Regions from separate parts of the Ovis aries genome. Here region 2 is linked to region 1. The links are chromatin contacts, called in public Hi-C maps. All regions are on one chromosome and are shown on one strand. Each heading gives the region's core, a stretch centred on a gene start, on an enhancer-like site or on the middle of the called end of the contact. The rest is flanking DNA. Distances are from core to core; before and after follow the strand shown. Region 1 holds the start of CCDC117 (coiled-coil domain containing 117). Region 2 overlaps LOC121816974 (a long non-coding RNA gene).

Region 1 (7,264 bases), core at 2,092-4,591:
ATAATTACCTCGTTCATTCCTGATTTTAATAATTTGAGTCTTTGCTTTCTGTTTCTTGATCTGTCCAGCTAAATGTTTGTCACATTGCATTAGCTTTTTCAAAGAATCAAGTTTCCGTTTCATTCATTTCTCTTGATTTTTAAAAAACTATTTATTTATTTGGCTGCACCAGGTCTCAGTTGCAGCATGTGGGATCTTAGTTCCCCAACCAGGGATGAAACCCGTGCCCGCTGCCTTGGAACTGTGCAGTCTTAACCACTGAACTGCCAGGGAAGTCCCTTTTCTATTTTTTATTTATTTCAGCTTTAATCTTTATCACTTCCTCCCTTCTGCTTGTTTTGTATTTAGTTTACTCTTCCTTCTTTCTTTTTGTTTTAAAATAACTTTACTTATTCATTTCTGGCTGTGCTAGTTGTGGCTCACGGGCTTAGTTGCTCCACAGCATTTGGGATCTTCCTGGAGTAGGGACTGAATCTGTGTCTCCTGCACTGAGAGATGGACTCCTTACCACTGAGCCAGCAGGGAGGCCCCCAGATACTGCTTTTGAGAAGGGGGTCCTCTATTTGGAATGTCATTGGCAAGCCCTGAACATATAGGTTTTTCTCTGTCCTATAGAGGTTGTTGTATTTCTTTTTAAGCAGGAACATCAATTTTTTTAGGGATTGTGATGGTTAATTTTATGCGTCAGCTTGACTAGGCTAAGTGAGTTTCTGATAGCTGGTGAAATATTATTTCTGGGTGTGCCTCTAAGGATGTTTCTGGAAGAGACTGGAATTTGAATTGGCGAATTGAGTAATACAAATGGCTCTTTGATGTGGGGAGCATCTGCCAATCCACTGGGGGTTCTGGCGGTGGTTTAGTGGCTAAGTCATGTCGGACTCTTGCAACCCCAGGGACTGTAGTCCGCCAGGCTTTTCTGTCCATGGGATTTCCCAGGCAAAGAATACTGGAGTGGGTTGCCATTTCCTCCTCCAGTGGATCTTCCTGACCCAGGGATCGAATGGCAGGCAGTCTCCTGCATTGCTGGCTGATTCTTTACCGACTGAGCCATGGGGGCTCTAATAGAACAAAAAGGAGGAGAAAGGGCAAACCGGCTCCCTCCTTCTGCTTGAGCTGAGACATCCATTTTCTGCCCTTGCGCTCAGGCTTTCACACTCAGATATGGACTCACATTAGCAGCCCCCTGATTGGCAGGCCTTCAGACTCAGACTAAATTACATCATTGGCTTTCTGGTTCTCTAGTTATAGAGGGCAGATGGTGGGACTTCTTGGCTTCTGTAACCAAGTGAGTCAGTTCCAATAATAGATCTCCTCTTTTATACATATATATATACACACACATCCTGTAGTTTCTATTTCTCTGCAGAACCCTGACTAATGCAAGGATCTTTCCTCGAATATGCATTTGGAGGATGCTCAGCAGGGGAAAAAAAGTTTCTATTTCCTTGTAGAAAGTGGTGATGATATAACTAGTTTCAGAAACAATCAAACATTTCCAGAACCACCATTATAATTGTGAGACCTTAAGATTGGTCCTTCACCTCTCTGAATCTTAGCCTCTTATTCTGCAAAGTGGTGATGATGAGAAGCAGTGCCCTAGCACACGTGTATGTTAGTCGCTCAGTTTCGTCAGATTCTTTGTGACCCCGTGGACTATAGACCACCGAGTTCCTCTGTCCATGGGATTCTCTAGGCAAGAATACTGGAGTGGGTTGCCATTTCCTCCTCCAGAGGATCTTCCCGACCCAAGGATCAAACCTGGGTCTCCTGCATTATGGGCAGATTCTTTACTGTCTGAACCACCAGGGAAGTACAGAGTTGTGGTGGAGTTAATGAGAAGCAGTGCCTAGCATAGTGAAAGAAAGTGAAAGTGAAGTCGTTCAGTTGTGTCTGACTCTTTGCCACCCCATGGGACTGTAGCTTACCAGGCTCCTCAGTCCATGGAATTTTCCAGGCAAGAGTACTGGAGTGGGTTGCCATTTTCTTCTCCAGGGGATCTTCCCAACCCAGGGATTGAACCCGGGTCTCCTGCACTGCAGGCAGACGCTTTACCGTCTGAGCCACCAGGGAAGTAAGTGCTCAATAAATGCTCGTTGCTGATGTTTGCTTCTTTCAACTTCTTGTTTTTAACCTCATGTTCTACTCCATCTGGGTTAATATACAATGAGGTGCAATGGACACAAACATTCAGTGCATTGCATCTCATTGTATTGAACATGTTTATTTTAAAAACACTGTCAGCAATTTTCCACCTAGGAATCCATTTACCTGCTTGCAAATATATACAAAAAACTTAGATTTGTCTACACTCAGCCTTACAATGGGGCTTTCCTGGTGGCTCAGACGGTATGAATCCACCTGCAATGCAGGAGACTGGGTTTGATCCCTAGATTGGGAAGATCTCCGGGAGGAGAGCATGGCAACCCACTCCAATATTCCTGTCTGGAGAATCACCATGAACACAGAGGCCTGGCGGACTACAGTCCCATGGAGTCGCAAAGAATAGGACACGACTGAGCTACTAAGCACACACAGCCTTACAATAGAATTCCACTCAACAGTTGAAAAGGAAATGAAGTAGAACTCTATGTGTCCATATGCAACACAAGTATGAGTTCTTGGTGGTCTTTGACTGAAGGGCACTGACTTTGGTATAAGCAACTCAGACTAGACGACGGTGCCGTTTCCCGAGACGGGAAATATGGTCGTGATCAGTGGTTGGGATGGCCAACTCTGCTAGCCCTTTAGCAAGCAGTTGTCTCTGGATGCTCCCAGAGGGAGGCTGGAAGGCTTGCCAGTACCGCTCAGAACTTTGAGGCTTTTCCTGATCTTCCGTGCTGTTTCCTCTAAAGTGTCACCAACTTCATTTACATTAAAACACCGAAGACTCGAGAAGGAAATGGCAACCCACTCCAGTATTATTCTTGCCTGGAAAAGTCCATGAACAGAGGAGCCTGGCGGGCTGCAGTCCATGGGGTCGCAAGGAGTCGGGCACGACTGAGCGACTAACACTATGTGCCAAGAAGTGTTCTAACTTAGAACTTCTAAGGGCTCTAGAGGTTTTAATTCATTTACTTCTCCTATCAATCTTAAGAACATAGGTACTACTGTTTTCAGGTTTTACTACTGAGAAAACTGAGGTACAGAGGTTACTTGACGAGTGAGGATTTGGACCTAAGACCTCTGGTAGGTAGGGCCATCCTCCAGCCCCGAAGACTCGGCCGGGCAGCCATCTTGTTTGTGGTCCTCAAGGACTTCAGCTCCCGGCAGCCCTCGCGCCAGCAGTTCGCCACACACAACAAATCCCGGCGTGCTCCGGGCGGCTTGGGGTGGAGGGTTCTAGAAGGCGTGACGTGGGGTCGGGAAGCGGGCTCAGAGGCGGGTACCTCTCGGCAGTCGCTGTGGCCGCTGCTGCCGGGCCCGGGGACGCGGACGGCCGGGGCCGTGGGCGCAGCCTCCTCGTCTCCCCGGCCATGGCGGCGCTCGGCCGGCCGTTTAGCGGCCTTCCCCTGAGCGGTGGCTCGGACTTCCTGCAGCCGCCGCCGGCCTTCGCCGGTCGGGCCTTCCCGCCGGGGACGGAGGGCGCCGAGCTGGCCCCGCGGCCGGGACTTCGCGCCACCCCGAGCAGCTCCGGCGGGAGCGCGGCGCGCGGACGGTGAGGAGACCGGCGGACGGCGGGGGCGGGTGTAGGCTCTGGCGCGGGCGGGTTGACCCTTTTCGCGACCCTGGTGGGGGCTCTTGAGCCTCAAGTTGCGGATGAGGAGACTGAGCCCCACAGGCGGTTGCCGTAAATCGCGGAGGTCGCACAGCGCGGGGGTCCAGTTCCAACCTCGGCGCGCTTGCGCCGGGAGAAGTGAGGAGAGGTCTGCTCACCCGGGGCGTGCGGGGATGGGAGCAGGACCGACCCGGGCCTGGAGCTGCCCTGGGCGCGCACACGCCTCGCTCCCTCCAGACTGCGGCCCGGCAGCTGTTGTTAGTAACTTTCAGCGACTCTCGGACTCTTGAGTTTCCTCATCCGCAACTTGGGAGAGAAATGGGTCCTTCTAGTGGGATCATAAACTAAAGTGCTCAGCATGGTGCCTGCCCCGATACGTTTTCCCTAGGCTGGTCGCCCCAGTTTATCTCCCCCGGCCTTGACCGAATGAATTTAGCTTTCAGTGTGATTTTGTCAGGACCAGCCAACACTTTTACCTGACTGACCGTGTGACTTGTATATCCATCCCACAGGGCAAGGGAGGGGAGAGCTGATAGTGGGGTGGGCAAGATTATCGGAGCCTGAATTTGGATGCTGAATGTACCAGCTCAGTAAATTTCTCAACTGACTGAGTTTGTTTGTTTGTTTAACAGTATTTCAACTCACTGTAGAAAGAAACACAAGCGAGAGGAGGAGGAGGATGATGAGTAAGTTTCAAGTGCTTTTTTAGTCACTTAATGGTCACTTAATTTAACCTATTTTATATGCATAACTATTTGTTTTTGAGTGAAAAGGTGGAACATTAGGTGTCTCTGAAAGGAGGCCCAAGGAACTGACATCACGGGTTGCCTTTTAGAGAAGTGAGCTGGGCAGGTCAGAGGGAAGCTTGTTACTGCATAAGCGATTGTCATGTTTGAACTTTGAGGCACATGAGTATTATTACATGCACAAAATTTAAAAAAATTCCCAGAAGGCAAAATCTTATGCTCCCAGTTTTCCCCAGAGGGTTATCCTTATTGCCTGTTTCCCTTTAAGGAAGATAATGTAAAAATGTGCAAGTTTATAGCTGTATAATTCTGGGGTTTTACATTTAATAGTAACATACTGTTAACACTGCAACACTGGTGTTTTCATTTTACTCTCCTGTAGCTTGTTACATATGGACACATAGAGTTCTATCTCATTGTTTTTCAACAGTTGAATGGAATTCCGTTGTAAAGCTAGGAATAGGTAATTAACCAGTCTCCCAGTGATGGAGTTTAATACTAACAAATCTAAAGTGACTGTTCTTAAGTTATTTGTGTTTGTAATTAGATACATGGATTCCTAGATGGGAAATTGCTCAATCTTTAAATGTATGCATTTTGAATTTTAAACAAGAGTTGTTGGCAGTTTATACTCCTTTAAACTTAGGCAATGTGTGTTTCTCCATCTTCTCATCAGAATTGTATTTTCAAACTTTTTGATCACCTCTTAACTGATAGGGAAAATACTGCATGTTATAGGCAGGCAGTCTAAAAAAGAAAATGAGTAAAAGACTTCCCCAAAGAGGATATCAAAATGACCAAACAGATGAAAAGATATTTGACCTCATCAGTCTTTAGGGAAATGGATATTAAAAGCACAGTGAGAAACTACTCCACTACCAGATATTGGAGGGTTCTGTGACACCAGGAACTCACAGACACTATTGGATAAGAATGTAAATTGCTACAACACTTTGGGAAACAGTTTTGAATGAGTTGAAGGCACACATACCCATTTACCCAGCAGTTCTTTTTTTGACTATGCATGCTCATCAGAAGACATGTACAAGAAAGTTTATGGCATCCTTGTTCATGATGGGTCAAAATTAACAGTATCTGGACATAATAAATTTTTGCTGAGTTTAGTTCAGCAAAAAAGAAACACTGAACCACACGTACCAACCCAGATGTGTCTTATAAGCATAGTAGGAACAAAAGAAACATAGCACGAATGTATACATAGTCAGTATAATTCCTTATATAAGGGTCAAAACCAGGCAGAACTAAAAGCTTTTAATATTGCATATTTATATGCATGATAATGTGTATTTTTTTTAAATGAAATGGTTGTAAAAGACTGTACTTACAGGGAGGAGGGAATAGAGTACCATTTAGGGATGCTGATGGCATTCTGTATCTTGAATATTACTTTCATGGATTTCTGTTTTATAATTATTATATGTATTTTTATGAGTACAAGCCTTTTATAATTAAAGAAATTAGATCACTTTTAATTTATGTTTTGTAAATTATATTCGATTTTGAACATCTTTTTCATTAAGCCATCTTTTCCTTTAAGCCATTTGTGTTTCATTTTGGGTGAATTCTTCATGTTTCTGCAGATCTTTTATTGACTTATTGGTCTTTTTTATGTATGTTGTATTTTCCCCAGATTTGTTGTCTTTCAGCTTTTGTGTGATTTATTATTTTTTTTTGCCAACAGAAACTTTTAATTTTCTCACCAGGTTGATACATAGACCTACAAGACAGTAGATTTGAAAGTTGCCTCAGTTTAAAAAACCATCTGAGACTTCTCTGGTGGTCCAGTGGTTAGGACTCCATGCTTCCAATGGAGGGGGCGGGGGTTTGATTCCTGATTGGGGAACTAAAATCCTGGATGTCATGTGGCATGGCCAAAAAATTTAAAATAAAAAATCTCTAGACCAGACAACAGTTACGTTCTTTATAGCTTTGGGATTGCTGTGGATGCACAAGGACCTCTTTGCTTTTATCTTTTGAAAGTGTGGAAGTGTTTGTTGTTTAGTCACGTCCAACTCTTTGCGACCCCACGGACTGTAGCCCAAGACTCTCCTCTGTCCACGGAATTCTCCAGGCAAGAATATTGGAGTGGGCCATTCCCTTCTCCAGAAGATCTTCCTGACCTAGGGATGAAACTGAAGTCTCCTGAATCGCAGGCAGATTCTAATGTCATAAATAAAAAATTTGAAGTGTAAAAACCATTGACTTTGAAAGTTAACCATCTTTAATTTGCAGATGGAGAGATTGAGGCCCTGGGAGGATAAGGGACTGGACAGTTGGATGTCGAATGCCCAGAAGTGTGTTGCCTGCTTGCCACTTTAGTGGCTCTTATCAGAACTTTAAAGTCTTTTATGTCCCATTTTCTCTGGGATTTAATCATCATTGATCTCTATAAAGTTGTTCTGCTCCTTCTTAGATGATTTCCTATGTGTATAGCTTTTTCTTCTGTTTTCCAAAACATCGCATACCTTAGAACTATCCAAATATTATGGAAGTGTTTGATTTATGGAGAGGCATTCTTAGTACTTACTTATGAGTTAAAACTAATTATAAGCTAAACATATGATTGAGATTGTGCTTGGTGATACCCAGGCAATAACGTACTTTTGGTCTAAATACTCAGAGCAGGGCTGGTTGTCTGTTCAGGACACCCCTCAGTAGTAAAGAATTGCAGTGCAGGAACAGGTTCGATCCCTGGGTCAGGAAGCTCCCTAGAGAGGGAAATGGCAACCCGCTTCAGTTATTTGCCTGAAAAATCCCATGGGCAAAGGAGCCTGGCAGGCTA
Region 2 (7,264 bases), core at 1,921-4,420, 42 kb after region 1:
CCCACCCAACAGGCTCAAGGAAAAGGTTCACTATGAGGAACTCGAGCATTGTCTCAGAAATCCTTCACTTCCTCTCAGTAATGTTTCTTAGTCGCGTGGGTTGTTTTTCTGTTTTTCCTATATATAAACATTTTTTCTCTTGTATCTATATGTATTTGGCTGTGCTGGGCCTTCCCTGCTGCTCAGGCTTTTCTCGGCGAGCAGGGGCTACTCTAGTTGTGGTGTGTGGGCTCACTGCGGTGGCTTCTCTTGCTGTGGAGCACAGGCTCTGGGGGGCGCAGGCTTCCGTGGTTTTGGCGCATGCACTCAGCAGTTGCGCCTCCCGGCTCTGGAGCACAGGCTCCATAGTCGTGGCACGTGGGCTGAGTTGCTCTGTGGCATGTGAGATCTTCCCGGATCAGGGTGGATTCTTTACCACTGAGCCACCAAGGAAGCCCTGTGTGTGTGTGTTTAACTGAAATTAAAAAAAAAAATTATATTGGGGTGTAGTTGATTTACAGTATATTAGTTTCAGGTATACAGTGGAGTGATTCAGTTATACATATACATATGTCCATCCTTTTTGCAGATTCTTTTTCCCATATAGGTTATTACAGAGTATTGAGTAGACATCCCTAGCTTTATAGTAGGGATGTTGTTTATCTTATATATACTACTACTACTGCTAAGTCGCTTCAGTCGTGCCTGACTCTGTGCGACCCCATAGACAGAAGCCCACCAGGCTCCTCCATCCATAGGATTTTCCAGGCAAGAGTACTGGAGTGGGGTGCCATTGCCTTCTCCATTATCTTATATATAGTAGTGTGTACATGTTAATTCTTTGTCTTTGTAAAGGCACTGTGTAGAACCTGATGTGAAGAACTGACTCATTGGAAAAGACCCCAGTTCTAGGAAAGATTGAAGGCAGGAGGAGAAGGGACAACAGAGGATGAGATGGTTGGATAGCATCACCGACTTGAGGGACATGAGTTTGAGCAAGCTCTGGGAACTGGTGATGGACAGGGAAGCCTGGTGTGCTGCAGTCCATGGGGTCACAAAGAGTCAGACATGACGGAGCGACTGAACTGAACTTTGAGCTACATATTTTAATTTTGATGCCATTATACATGGTGTTTTTTCACATTTCACTTTAAAATTGTTTTTGTGTAGAAATCCAGCTATTATATCAACCTTGTATCTAGCAAACTTGATAAATTAACTTCTTTATTTTACAGTTGAGAATGTTTCATTCATTTGGGCTTTCTGCACGCACAATCAGGGGACTACTGCATACTGGTAGTTTTACTTCATTGTATCCATACCATATGGTTTAAATATTGCCTCTCCAATGGCCTAAAGAACTGTGCTAAATATTTGTGATGAGAGCAGACACTGTCATCTCATTCTCCATCTCAGAAAGAAAGCTTTCAAAGTTACCGTTAAGTATATTTGCTAAAGGTTTCCAGTGGGCCAGATTTAATGAGACCTCTTCTGCTTTCTAGACCTTTCCAAAAGATGACTCATATAGATACGAGCTGAGATAATATACTTCTAATTCTTACCCGTGGTTCTCTCAGGATGGGTGTGTGGGGAGAGGTTGTATGACATTGTTCTTGTTCAGTCACTAAGTCGTTGTCCAACTCTTTGTGACCCCGTGGACTGCAGCACACCAGGCTTCCCCGTCCTCCACCATCTCCCAGAGTTTGCTCAAACTCACATCCACCGAGTCAGTGATGCCATCCAACCATCTCATTGTCTTTAGCGCCTTCTCCTCCTGCCTTCAATCTTTTCCAGCATCAAGGTCTTTTCCAATGAGTCGGCTCTTTGCATCAGGTGGCCAAAGTATTGGAGCTTTAGCATCAGTGCTTTCAATGAATATTCAAGGTTGATTCCTTTAGGATATATGACATTACTTGTTGTTTAGTCGATAAGTCACGTTAGACTCGTTGTGACCCCACAGACTGCAGCCCGCCAGGCTCCTCTGTCCTTGGGATTTCCCAGGCAAGAATACTGGAGTGGATTGCCATTTCCTTCTCCATCTGACATTACTTGCTAAGATAAAATTACTTTAGCATAGGAATAATTTACCATGAACCTAGATTTATTTTGTCACTAGAAAGAAAATAAAGCCAGAGAGCAATTTAAACTAACATTACATAACAGTCATCAAATAGTGAAATAGATCGTTCTTTGACGAAGCTTTGTGAAGACATGTCCAAGAACATATTTTTCTCTAAACCTTTCCCATCATCACATCCTCAGACTCTGTTTCAACTATTTCTTTCTAATTTACGATGAACTGCAGCAAGTAGGCAGATTTGGTCTCTTGGCTGGACACTATTGGTGCCCTGCTCACTGGTACACCCACTTCCCAGCTGTTCTGGGTGTTGGCTGCTAAACGCTCATGGCTCCATCCTTCTCTGGAGGATTCTCTTAGCTAACGGGAGCTGCCCTGCCAGGAGATGCCTGGGAGGTTACACACACGGCCCGGGTGGCCCTTGGCCAATGGCTGACTAACAGGGTGGGGTTTAAAGTCCAGCTCCCTGGCCTCAGGGCAGGACAGACTCTGCAGTGTAATAAATACCCCCCAGCTCCCTATGGGATCGGGCTGCGGTTAGACCTCTCCTGAAAGCACGCATCTGCTCAGTTTCCTCTCTGGCTCCGTCCTGCTTCTTTCAGTTCCTCCCAGTGTTCCTCCCTAGGGTCCTTCCTCAATAAATCTCTTGCGCTAGAATCTCTGGCTATCCCAGTCTCTGAGTGGGCTCTCTTTGTCCAGCACCCACCTGAGCTGTCTGTGATTGGTGGGTGGAGCGGGGTGCAGAGTTAGGCAGCCAGGGAAGAGCTGGGGGGTGATGTTGTGGTTGGATCAGGGGATCCCCGGAAGGGGCAGCCATAAAGAAGGAGGAGATAACACATCTGAGAGGGGAAGTGGAATCTTAGGTTAGGTCTGTCTGACTCTAAAGCCTCGATTTGTAACTATGACCTTGGACTCCTCTTCACTCTCTGCCCATACTTTCTAAAGTTTTGAACAGCAACTTTTCTAAAAACCCTGTAGGGGGGTCTCCTTCATCGATGCAGCTTCTAAAGCATTGGCTGCAAGTTGTATGCCCAAGAGGGCACTGCCCCGCCAGGGCTGCCCTGTGGCTGAGGAACTGGCCCACTTTGACTCAGCCCAGACACCAGACCAGCAAGTCGGCAGGGAAGAGATGGTGTTGGGACAACAGACTCTTTGTATGGAAAGGAAACAGGATCAGCTCATTCTGTCCCATCAGACCATGAACGAATTTCAGATGCATCAAAGCTCCCACTGTGGAACGTGAAACCTTACAATTTTAGCAGAAATTTTAACAAACATATTTGGAACATCAGAATGGAAATGGATCTCTTAAAGAAGATGCAAAAACTGCAGACCATTAAGGAAAAGATGGTTAAGTCTGACTGTATCAAGATTAAAAGCATCTGCGTGACAAATCCCATGATAAAGGGAAAAGTGACTGTGACCGTTTCTGACTTACTACTGGGGAGTCAGAAATGCGGAGAAACCCCATCTAGAGCCTGTGCTCCGCAACAGGAGAGTAGCCTCTGTCGGCCGCAACTAGAGGAAGCCCGTTGGCTTTCAGAGGGCATTCAGAGGAGGAAACAATTTCTGGGCAAAAGTAACATTAGTGGAAGCTTGCAGGTGATGGGAGGGTGAGGCGGGCAATGTGGGGAGGGCATCAGAGTCTGATGGAACAGAACTTCTTTCCTTGCTTCCCAAACAGAAAGCTTGAAGTTGGCCTCTTGACTCTCTGTCCGCCTTCCTGAAATTGATCTACAGCTTTGTGCTGCAACAAAGACCCAGTGCAGCTGAAAGTAACTGATTAATTAAATGCTGGAGAGGGTGTGAGAAAAGGGAACCCTCCTATACTATTGGTGGGAATGTAAGTTGGTGCAGCCAGTATGAAAACCAATATGAAGTTTCCTCAGAAAACTATAAATAGAGTTACCATAAAATCCAGAAATCCCACTCCTGGGCATCTGTCTGGAAAAGATGAAAACTCTAATTCAAAAAGACACATGCACCCCAACGTTCAGTGCAGTACTGTTTACAATAGCCAAGACATGGAAACAATTGAAGTATCCATGGACAGATGAATGGGTAAGGAAGATGTGTTCCATATACACAATGGAATATTACTCAGCCATAAAAAAAGAACGATATATTGCCATTTGCAGCTACAGGGACGCACCTAGAGATTATCATACTATGTAAAATAAGTCAGAGAAAGACAAATATCACATGATATCAATTATATGTGGAATCTTAAAAATTAAATACAAATGAATTTATTAACAAAACAGAAACAGACTCACAGACATAGGAAACAAACTTACAATTACAAAGGGGAAAGGGGGGAGGGATAAATTAGGAGTTTGGGATTAACAGAAACTCACTACGGTAAACAAGGACCTGCTGTATGGCACAAGGAACTATATTCAATATCTTGTAATAATCTATTACAAGAAAGAATCTGAAAAAGAAGGGCTTCCCTGATGGCTCAGTGGTAAAGAATCTGCCTGCCAATATAGGAGACATGGGTTTTATCCCTGATCTGGGAAGATTCCACACACCATGGAGCCACTAAGCCCAGGTGCCACAGTTACTGAGCCTGTGCCCTGGGGAACCACGGCGACTGGAGCCCATGGGCCCCAGAGCCCTGCTCTACAAGAAAATTCACAGCAATGATAAGCCTGCACACCACAACTAGAGGCTAGACCCCACTTGCCACAACTGCAGAAAAGCCCAAGAAGCAACGAAAACCTAGCACAGCCAGAAATAAACATCCGTACAAAGTTTTAAAAGGAATCTGTGAAGGAATGTAGGTATCGCTTTGCTGTACACCTGAAATTAACACAACATTGTAAACCAACCGTCCTTCAATAAAGGAGGTTTCCGTCGGCATCGTGGGGCCGTGAGACAAGTGCGCAGCTGCCCAGCTCCGGACTTCCAGTTACACGAGAAGAATAAGACCTCTATTCGGCTAAGCCATTGTAAGCTGAGCTTTCTGTTATATGGAGCCAAACCGATTCCTAGTTTATTCAAGGCCTGAGAGAGCAAGATATGTTAAGCTGGGGAGCTCCAAGTGGTTCAGGGGACTCAAGAAAGGGGGGCTGTAGAGATGACAAGGCTGGAGACATGTTCAGGGACGGGATCACAAAGGGCCTTTGAAGTCTTGCCTAGGGATTTGGGCTTTATCCTGGAGGCTTTTGTTCCTTAAACCTGGATAATGTATAAATGGACTTTTTTTAAAAAAGGAAAACACTTCTTCCTGACCCTCTCCTTGCCACAGTAGTCACTAAGTGCTTTTATTATAATGTAGAGATATAACATTAGGTATAAGCACCTTATAGAACTATAAAACCACATTTGCAAATAAAAATTACAGTTGTCAACAATCTAATGTGACAGATGATGTTGTTTTTCTTTCTTTTTTTTTTAATGGCCACACGGTATGCAGGATCTTAGTTACCCAACAAGGGACTGAACCCGTGCCCTCTGGAAGTGTGCAGTCTTAACCATCGGACGGCCAAGGAAAGTTGCAGATGATGTTGTTTTGCTGGAACTATATTACCACTCAAAACAAAGAGATGGTGCTGGCTGCAGTGGCTCAGTTCTGCCTCTTTGACTTCTGCCACCTATGGAGCCGTGAGTGGCAAACTGGGCTAGAATATTTCATTGTTGATTCGAGAGTTTTCAGAGCTCTATTCCACTCTGTAACGACAACCAGCAATATTCAAATCTGGGGCTACTTTGGTATTATGCTTCGCTTTTAAAGGGAGGTGACATGGAGCAAAGCACCAGCCAATATGTAATGAGTATGTAGCATAACACAGTAATAAAGATAACTCTGTTACAAGACACTGAGGTTTAGGGGCTGTTTGTTACTGTAGCATAATGTAACCTATTGGTATTACTGTAATGGAAAGACATCATCTGGATGATACAGAATATGTTTATTTTGCTGCTAAGTCACTTCAGTTGTTTATTTTAAGTTTATATTATTATAACAGAATAGTAAAGTGATCATAAACATGGACTCCCCTGGCAATCCAGTGGTTAAGACTCCACGCTTCCAATGCAGGGGGCACAGTTTCGATCCCTGGCTAGGGAACTAAGATGCTGCTTGCTATGTGGCCAAAAAAAAAAAAAAAAAAAAAAATAGCCATGGCTAAGTGTGGGGGAAAAAAAGGTCATAAACATAATATTGTGATTATGTAAGAAAATGTCCTTGTCCTTAGGAGATATATTTTTAAGTGTAGAGGAGTAAAATGTTTTCACATCTACAACGTGTTTTCAAATAGTTCAGCAAAAGTGAAACAGAACGATAGAGCAGAAGGTTAACAATTTCAATTCTAAACGAAAGCTGTGTAGACTCTTCTTGACATTTTTCTGTGACTTGAGATTTAGAAGGAAAATCATCACAGACCGCTCAGGGAGCCCCAAGAATACATCATTAGCTCTTGGTTTCAGAAGCTGTAGATGAATTTTGAGAAGGCTGACAGAGAGTCAAGAGGCCAACTTCAAGCTTTCTGTCCCAGAAGCAGGTAAAGAAATCTTGTTCCGTCAGACTCTGATGCCCTCCCCACGTTCCGCTGCTCAACCTCCTGTCACCTACAAGGTTCCACTCTGATTTTCCTTCCTCCCAGAAATTGCTTCCTCCTCTGAAGGCCCGCAGAAAGCTCTCCACATCTTTCTACTGTATCTCAACCCAGCTCCTCATCTACATTGCGTGAAGGAAAGAAGGAAGGTAAGGCTGTGGTCACCAGCCTAGTGCTACTAAGCTCAGCGTCTGGCACATAGCACAGGTAGGTAGTAAGGCGACCATCGTTGTCATCACCCTTAATTAACGCTTGGGGTACGTCAGCCAAGTGTCTGCCTTCATATAATTTGCATTCTAAAAAAAAGAAAAAAACTTGTATGATTCTATGTTTTGTAGCATGTACTATATTGGGTCATTGTTTTTTTTGAGAAAAGTATTTCTTAGATTATCAGTTTGTGGTATATGTCCTGAATACAGGGGTCCACATTTAGGACCTGATTCTAGCCCTGCCTTCACCATGAAGTTGCCGTATGTCCTGCTGATTCCCTTTCCCTCCGTAGTCCTTCGCTTCCTCAACTTCCTCCCTAATCCAATAGGATTTAGGGTCTTTATTAGAATGTGCAGGGTTTTGATTCAATCAACCCCGTAGTGTGCTGTTCTTGTTTCTAGCACTAGGGGGCGATCAGAACATTGGAACGCATTTT

The links. A called contact is a pair of places that touch in the nucleus more often than the background predicts.
Region 2: a Hi-C map of skin fibroblasts shows a contact between it and region 1, with 3 times the contacts expected there. The contact joins the enhancer-like site here to the promoter of CCDC117 in region 1. A contact is called at or near these places in 4 of 16 Hi-C or Micro-C datasets (liver, mixed tissues, skin fibroblasts and 1 more).

Annotation. Positions count from the first base shown.
Region 1 is chr17:68,207,867-68,215,130 of ARS-UI_Ramb_v3.0, forward strand. It overlaps CCDC117 (coiled-coil domain containing 117), which reads left to right and starts at 3,342. Exons shown (of 5, transcript XM_004017458.5): 1 at 3,342-3,655; 2 at 4,348-4,401. The coding sequence starts at 3,474.
Region 2 is chr17:68,249,546-68,256,809 of ARS-UI_Ramb_v3.0, forward strand. LOC121816974 (a long non-coding RNA gene) reads left to right here. Exons shown (of 3, transcript XR_009597058.1): 1 at 1-6,564; 2 at 6,667-6,767. Among named protein-coding and RNA genes, the nearest start is that of ZNRF3, 18 kb to the right of the region's middle. Within about 2 kb of position 3,171, at least 7 of the 54 cell types and tissues checked have an H3K27ac peak or open chromatin away from gene starts, as enhancers often do. A contact at or near this core is called in tail adipose tissue, where this site is marked.